2 separate regions of the Mus musculus genome follow, and region 2 is linked to region 1. A link is a contact called in public ChIA-PET data. All regions are on one chromosome and are shown on one strand. Each heading gives the region's core, a stretch centred on a gene start, on an enhancer-like site or on the middle of the called end of the contact. The rest is flanking DNA. Distances are from core to core; before and after follow the strand shown.

Region 1 (4,236 bases), core at 874-3,373:
GAGTAGAAAGTAGCTGTGACACAGTAACGTATCTATTGATAGAGTCCACATAAAACCATGAAGAACACAGATAACATAGCTACGAAGTTGGAGGATTTGTGTTGATAACACAATCTCCTTCTTTTATGTCATCGCCATGCTAAACAGGCAGCATGGGGAACTCATGCAGTTGTAACCACAGGGTCTCATAAAGTGCCAGCGCCCTCAGCACACACACTCACACACGACGCACACATGCTCTCGAGGTTAGTGTGTGCACACCGTGTCATCAACTTTCCACTTAGTTGCATCTCCTTCCTCTATTACTGAGTTTACCAGTCCACATTGTGACACACTGGAAACATATTTAAATACTTTCTTGTTGGGGACTTAGTTTATCTGCAGTTTTAAATAGTCACCAATATTAAACATATTTGTAGACCTTTATGCAGGAATATTTACTAGGTTGCATTTTAGCAATGAGATTATAGATAAGAGACTGATCACATTTTCATTCTTCTAATGATTTTGAAAGTTTCAGTTTAAAGTTAATATATATTTTTAAAAATTATATATACACACACATCTCCAAAAGAAATAGTACCCTAGCAGCAAGGGGGAATACACCTGTCCATGCCATTAGCAATGCAGCCGCAGACCGTAGGTATCAGCATTGCCGTGTGGAGTCATGATTACAGAAGCATCCAAGTGCTGGTGTGTCCTTCCTTCCTGAGAAAGAGACAATGCATTGACACTTCCTGGGGTGAAGAGCCTTTCACACACTTTCAGAAACAGGAATCTTCAGTTCCATTGCATCCATAGTCACAAGACCTATACCGGCTAAATGGTGCGGTCTGCCCAGTGCGTAGATGTCTTTCTATCAGGCTAGTACAATAGGAAGGAGCCCATCCCCCACCACAGCATTTACACCACAGAGCTTCAATGTGCCCTGGCTTTTTGTGGCTTGGTCTTGAGCTTCTTAACTATAATCTTTCCCCCTAGCTGCACAGTAGCCTGTTCTGTACCCTAGGGGCTTCTGGTCCAGTTGCTCACGGGTCTGTTTTGGGCCATTCCTGAAGCTTGGCCTATCTTATGGATCCTTCTGCCTGTGATTGCTCTCTCCTTTAACTGCCTTGGAAGACCTTGGGTAAAAGCCACTTAGAGGAGACTGGATGATAAGACTTCATGCTTTCCTTCATCATCTGTTCCCTCATTAAGGTTCTGGGGAGGTCATTGGAGAACATATATACATATATATGTGCATATGTATGTATATATATCTTCTATTGCTGGATAATCACTTTTATCTTCATTTTACAGAGAAGCAAATAAAATATAGGTGTAACAAAAGCAGTAAATAGCTTGTAGATAATTGAGGGAGTGGAAAGAATACCATCCCTGAACAATTGGCTGAGGGTAACTCTAGCTGGATCTGTCATAGACCTTTCCAGAAGAACCCAGAAGTGTGATCAAAAGCCACTGTGTGCTTCAAAAAATGTTGTGTGTAGTTTTCCTCTCATAGCTAGAAGATAGACGTGAAAAGAGGAGAAAGGGGGATTTCGAGAGGAAGAGAGGGAGAGAAAGAAGGGGAAAGAGGAAGAGAGAAAGAGGAAGGAAAAGGGAGATGGAGAGAGAGGGAGAGCGAGGGGAGGGGGAAGGAAGGGGAGGGAGGAAGGGAGAGGGAGGGAGAGTTAGGAGACCTGCGGTGTGGTCCTGACTTCGGCCCCTGTACTTAGGATGCGGCTGGAGCAGAGGATGGAAAGACTAAGCAAGCTGCTTCTAATTCTTACTGCTAGACAGTGCTTGGAAAAGAAATATAAGAACATTCCCAGCACAGCTCTGCCCGAAATCGGGCTGTCACGTGACCTAGTGTTGGTGAGACCCATGAAGCATCTAGAAGGCCATTTAACATGAATTCCTATCTTATCTTGGATCCCTGAGAACATTTTGAAAACCATTTTTTTTCACTTGTGTTTGCTTCCTTATGCCTATTTTGGGACTACTCAAAGCCTACCCAGACACGCTAACACGCATAGGTTTATGTAGTGGGAATTTTGGTTTCTTTAAAAGCACAGGACTATTATGAGAGTGTGTTTCGTTTTCATCCCAGGTGTGAGCTATAGGGCTGCTTCACGGCAACCGCCTGTGGTTTGCTTCACGCTCTAACAGGGGCGTGGTTTCGCCAGCTCTAGATAGTTTTTGCAAGTGTGTGACGTTTGGAATTCTGGGAACTTTTCAGAGGGTGTATAAATGCTAGGACACTGAGAGATGGGAGCTGTTGGCTGGTTGACCTGCTGGTAGGTGCAGTTCATTAAGGATTGTCAAGTATTCGTGTGCAAAGAGGCAAGAAAAAGACATTAGATATCTTAACAAGAAGATCAAACTTGCCCCAAGGAACTGGGCGCCCCTCATCAGCAGGAAGTAGTCTAATGACAGTGTTCCCCCTTGCCCCTCCATCCTTCCTCTGCTGTCTAGTGTTGGGGGTTGGCAGGGTGGAAGTAAAGAAACCCACAAAGTAGTCAAAAGTCTGGTTATAGTCTCAGCCTTGCCCTTCCTACTCACCCTGCCTGCCTCTGATTCCTCATCATCCTCATCCCATAGAAAGCCGGAAACTGGGGAAGGAAGGGTATGGAGAAAGAACAGAGAAATTTTGTGAGGAAAATGGGAAAAGTTGACATTTAAAAACTGTCATAGCTACCACAGATTTACAATAAAAGGAATAAAATTTCCTTTTTCTTTTTTCTTGTTTTTTTTTTTCTTTTTTTTTTCTTTTTTTTTGAGACAGGGTTTCTCTGTAGCCCTGGCTGTCCTGGAACTCACTTTGTAGACCAGCTGGCCTCGAACTCAGAAATCTGCCTGCCTCTGCCTCCCGAGTGCTGGGATTAAAGGCATGGGCCACCACCACCCGGCACAATAAACTTTCTTATTTATTTATCTATCTATTTATTTATTACCTAAGCTGATGAGTCAGCTCCCAGTAGAGATAGTGATGTGACTGAGTCACGAGCTCTCTTGACTTACAATTTGTTATTATATTTATATGTCCTGGCTGTGTCTATAGAGACTTGAGAGAAAACGTGGGGCTAATGATGAGGGTCTTTAGGGTGTGTTTAGACTTCTTTGTAGCCTCTCAGCTTTGTGGGGACAAGAGTTATACAGCCATTCTATACTTTTATGCTTGGACCTATGACATTGGAAACTTGGGGGAAATTATTGAGGACAAAATTGTATTAATTAATGAAAAATATACAAGGCTTCATCCTTAGTTATTTACAGATTGTGCATTAAAAGAGTTTGGGAAGTCTCAGTAGAGTGCTTGCCTAGCAGGAATGTGGCCTTAGATTTGATCCCTAGCACTGAAAAAAAAAAAAAAAAAAAAAAAAAGAAAGAAAGGAAAATAAAAAACATAAAAGGAAGCTGTAATCTAATTTACATTGTGGCACATCATGACAGAAAAGGCATAATGTCAAATATAATTACTGCTGCTATTCAGTTGATATGATGCTGCCTCCCAGGATAGAATATTAAATTTGTGATATTTTTCATTGCTGGGCTTGCCCACACACACCTTTAGTTTATACCTCAAGGGAACCCTTTCCACTTAACTGTGATTTCTGTTGAAAGCTGTTTTCTCAAAGAGGACAATCAGTTTTATCTTCAAGCTGAGGCTTTCGTGTTACAGGTTCACCCAAAAGGGAGGGAAGCTAATTCTGTCAATGGGAAACAGCTCTGGGCACATAGCACAGGCCTACAAAACGTGGGCTGGCATATGGACCGGCAAAAGGCTGAAGAAGCAATCTTTCAAGCCACGCTCTCTGCATGTGTTGGCATGAACCTGTATTTGTGCTAGGATGAACATGAATCATAATGGGCCTGACTGAAAAACTGCGGAGTGCTCTACACGGGGTGAGAATGGTTCCAGGCTCCTGGCAAACCCATGCTTTCTGTTCCAGGCCTGCAACATTCGTTTAACTGTGATGTTTTCTGCCCTTCGGAGTCTAAGGAACCTGGACTTTATTTTTAATTGAAAATTTTTTCTTTCTTTCTTTCTTTTTTTTGCCCCACCCCCCCTTGTCTCCATATCCCAGCTCACACTCTGGCAATAGCCCAAGGCCACTCCAGTGTTCGGAACCCCGAGGTTCTGATCCCACCTGTCTTCCGGCAACACTCCGCAGAGCCCTCCCAGCTTCCCTGGCAGCTCCTCCTCCCTCCTCATATCCTGGACCACAACGCCAGCAGAAGTCTCCCATTCTACCC
Region 2 (3,913 bases), core at 792-3,291, 38 kb after region 1:
TTGATGGCTGCCTCTGCTCACTGGCAACCCAGGCTCCAGTTCTTTCTTACCCCAGTAGAGGATGATATCCTGTCCTCCTAGGCTGCTGTGCTTCACCCTGCAGGCCAGGCCAGCTTCCTCTCCAGCCTCCACATCCAGGGTTGCTTGAAGATACCATGTCTCATCAGCATTTGGCAGGAAATCACCTCTGTGAGTACCCTGTTGCTCCTGGTCACCCCGCATCCACATCACCCACACAGGTTTTGGGTAGAAGCCAGAGACATGACACACCAGCTGCCTATGGCCATGTGCAGAGCTGGGGACACTGGACAACCAGGCCACTGGCTTCTCTGTACTCATCAAGAGAATAAGAAAAAAAATTTAAAGCAAGACATTTTATATTAGGGGCTCCAGGTCTCCAATCAAGTTCATGCTTCCCACAGGTCCACCTCTGGAGATGAAGTTGCCTATTAGTTTAATCCATTTGTCTCCCTCTGGCTAGGAAGACCATCCCTGATACTTCTACCCCCCTCCCTGATCTGAGTCTCCTGTAGCCCTCCTCTGTACTCTGGAACAATCTGAATTTCAGCTGGTACAGCCTGCCTCAAATATGGCATGGCTCAGTTTTCATCCCCAGTTTTATTTAACTCAATTTATAGAACCCAAGAGTGGCTGTCAGTGAGAAAATAAACCCCACAGGCCTTACTCATCTCTTCCTAGTCCTTGCCCTTCCTCTACAGCTGACAGTGATGTAAAAACCTAGATGGATCCAAGTGGAGAGCCAGGGTGAAAATAGCCAGCTGACCTTGCTTCTCTAGGTCTGACTTCCCTGCCTCTAGGAGACCACGGACAAATAGGGGGCAGGTGTCATTCAGGAGCATCTGCACGGTTGCACTTGTCCCTTGATCAGCGTTGAGCACTTTGATGGGCAAGTCTAACCAAGATGGGGCCCCTGGGACTGTCTGCCAGGACGTTCCCCAGAATCTCACGACATATTTTCCTTGAAATGCTACGTGTAAAAAGCTTTCCGAAGCATTCCCAGGGTACATTTCACAGCCCGCAGACAGCTGGATCTCAATGGGATCTGTAAGGAGGAGTAGGCAGAGACCAAAGAGTTCATGATTAAGGGATTTGGAAGAAAGGAATTGGTATGAAGATTATCGTTAAGTGCCAGTTGAGGAAAATGATCATGGTGCCCTAGAGCAGAAATGGGCTATTTTTAGAAGGGACAAGGGTTACTTTTAGACAGAAGTAAAACCATAAGGGTGGACAGAGAAGAGAAGCTATGCCCGATGCCCACAGTTATCCAGCTGGGGTCTGGATCACTCCTGCCCACTGGGTTCAGGGTTCCAACCCCTCCACTCACAGTCTTCTTTAGGTGACATCATTTTGACTAATTCCTGTATGTCCCTGGTAAAGCTGACTCGATAGACTTGAAACATATGCTGCAACTTCTCCCACTGCTGGTTACTCAACTTGCCCTGGGACCATGGCTTCGTGAAGCTGATGGTGGCTGAGTCATTACTCCAACGGTGAGTCTGCAGATCCCCCAGCCAGACCACGCTGTCTGTGCGGGACCAGCTTCTGTTTGCAAAGGAAGACATCTGCAGGCAGCGGAAGGTGTAATTCTTTTGCTGGGCTGGAAACAAAGGAAAAGGAAAGAACTTAGCGAGTGGGCTCAGTCTGAGGACAGACTGCAGTAGGAAAAAGCTCAGCTTTAGCTGCGCTTGCGGAAGGAAAGGCAGGCTCAGTGTAGTTCTGAACTGAGCTAAGCCCTGAGCCGCAGCCATACATTGCTCCTCCCACTGTTGTTGCAAGCCGGGAAGCCCACCTCCACCCGCCCACTACTGCACAGAGCTTGTAGCCAGCCTCTTTCTCCCTCCCTTCCTCCCTTCTCTAGATTGTGTGCGCTTTTACTCACTCACCTTCAGATTGTCCCCAGACCTGTAGGAATGCCCACAGCAACAGCCATGGTAGGTACCGCATAGCGCCAGAGTTCTACACAGCCCTCGGCTCCGACTTCTGCGCTTTACTCTGCTCCCGGACTGGTACACAAAGGCTCTGGGGTTTTTGGTGCAGAGCCAGCAAAACCCGGAAGGACGCGCAGGCACGATTGGTAAATTACTCTTTGACAAAGCCAAACCCCCTGGTAGTTGAGGGTTGGAGTGCAGCTTTACTCAGAACCGCTACGCAAACCACTTTTAAACAAAACAAAACAAAACAAAACAACAACAACAAAAATGTCTTTCCGTTATACTAAAGAATGAGGTTGAGACTATCGTCTCAATATCGAAAGCAAGACAAAATTGTATTTCGGTTACAACTCCGATGGTATTAAAAATGCAAGGGGAAAAATAGAAGGGACGTTTTGGTCTAGCTAGCAGGGGCTGTCTGCAGGTGCTCCATTTACAAGTTTGGATCCTCCCAGATATCTATAAATATCACATTAAAATAATGATAATGATAATAATAGATGTGATTCTTCTAGTGGTTCATTGAGAGGATAGGACTAGGCGGGTTAAGTTCCTTCATAGCTTTCGTATGCCCACAGTTTCCCATGTCAGATTCTTTTTCCCCTTACCCTGGTTTCTTTTCTCCCTTGCCTTACCTGCCCTCTGGCTGTCCCCGACTCCATTTTGGGAGAGTACAGGCATATTTTATTTTTAGTTTTTATTTTGTTCTGTATATTGTACTGTCATGATTTGCGAAAATCGAAGACTTGTGTCAGTCTGATGTGAGGAAAAGCCAAAAGTGACGAGATGTGCCCCCTCGAAGCGCTTCAGCACAGCGAAAACACGGGCCATACACCTGCAGACAGATGTCTTTCCCACTCACTCGCAAATACCGAACCTCTTGTTTTTGAGAACAGAGGTAAGATTACAGGGCGCGCCTGTGAGTTTGTAGGGCCATTCCCAACTTCTCACGCTTAAAACAAGTAGTGACAAAAACAGTTGCTCAAAATTTCAGTTACTGTGAGAAAGGAGAAGTCATCCTTGGTAAATCGTACTCCTGCAGCAAGCATCCTGATACCATCTTCCTCGTTCCTTTTTAGTCACCCCGTTGTATGCTTTGCTCTGTCTTTTTGCCTTGTCTCCTAAGTAGGCCTCTTCTCTATGTCTCTACCCTTAACATAACCGCAACCTTCTGCTTCAACTATATGAAATACCTTCCACGAGGTAGGAAAAAACCCCATCATTGATCGGTATAGCCTCTAGGATCATTCTGCCCATGCTCTGGCTTGCCTTGGAGCATCGTTTGGGACCCTACTCTAAGTCTCACATGCTTTCGTCCCTTAGATACAGCTTCTTCCTCAGATCTCTGCACAAATAGACCCCTTGGGGACCTCTGACCTCCAAGCGCCTGCCTAGTGTCCACTCAGACTTCAAACTCCAATGTAATTTTCTCAGAGAGCCTCCTCAAGCTTCCCAGACAGTGTGAATAAAGACTGGAAAGCTAGCCAGCCCATCTCCACACACTGGGCGGCAGCTATCTTTGTTGGCCTTTCTTCCTAACACATAGGCCTTGTCATTACAGAAATGTTAGTTTGACCCCTTCGCTGTCCCAGCTGGAGGCTTGTCAGAACGCGAGAATCACATTGCCTAACCTGACTCCTCCCATTCTGCCTTCACCAACCTTCTCTCCTGGGCCCCAGTGTTGTAAGAGTCCTAGAGGGCAGGCTTCTCCCTCCTGGCTGTGCTCCTGGAGGTGGCTCTAATCCACTAGACCTGATTTTACTGGATATTGCTCCCAACAGTTTGAGAAAAGTTTTGTTAAAAAATAAAAGGTTAAAACAATGATTATTTTTTATAGTTCAAAAGCATGATTTTTTTTATCACAACAAACTTATACCATTTCCCTCCATCCCTTTACTTCCTCCAACTCCTCCCTCATAAATTTAAACAAACCCTCCCTCTCCAGTTGCTTTTGGTCGTGG

The links. ChIA-PET counts read pairs in DNA pulled down with a chosen protein or histone mark.
Region 2: an RNA polymerase II ChIA-PET map of memory CD8 T cells shows a contact between it and region 1, with 14 read pairs. The contact joins the promoter of Cd1d1 here to the enhancer-like site in region 1. A contact is called at or near these places in 3 of 39 promoter capture datasets (liver, macrophages and stem cell-derived epiblast-like cells), 1 of 15 datasets of contacts at CTCF or cohesin (the NIH/3T3 cell line), 4 of 115 datasets of contacts at active chromatin or transcription factors (the SCID.adh cell line, effector CD8 T cells, embryonic stem cells and 1 more) and 3 of 9 other capture datasets (adipose tissue, liver and pancreatic islet).

Annotation. Positions count from the first base shown.
Region 1 is chr3:86,959,043-86,963,278 of GRCm38.p6, forward strand. No RefSeq gene overlaps it. Among named protein-coding and RNA genes, the nearest start is that of Gm23376, 30 kb to the left of the region's middle. Within about 2 kb of position 2,124, at least 42 of the 459 cell types and tissues checked have an H3K27ac peak or open chromatin away from gene starts, as enhancers often do. A contact at or near this core is called in the SCID.adh cell line, effector CD8 T cells and memory CD8 T cells, where this site is marked.
Region 2 is chr3:86,997,288-87,001,200 of GRCm38.p6, forward strand. Cd1d1 (CD1d1 antigen) reads right to left here and starts at 2,042. Exons shown (of 6, transcript NM_007639.4): 1 at 1,905-2,042; 2 at 1,346-1,618; 3 at 785-1,063; 4 at 51-329. The coding sequence starts at 1,965.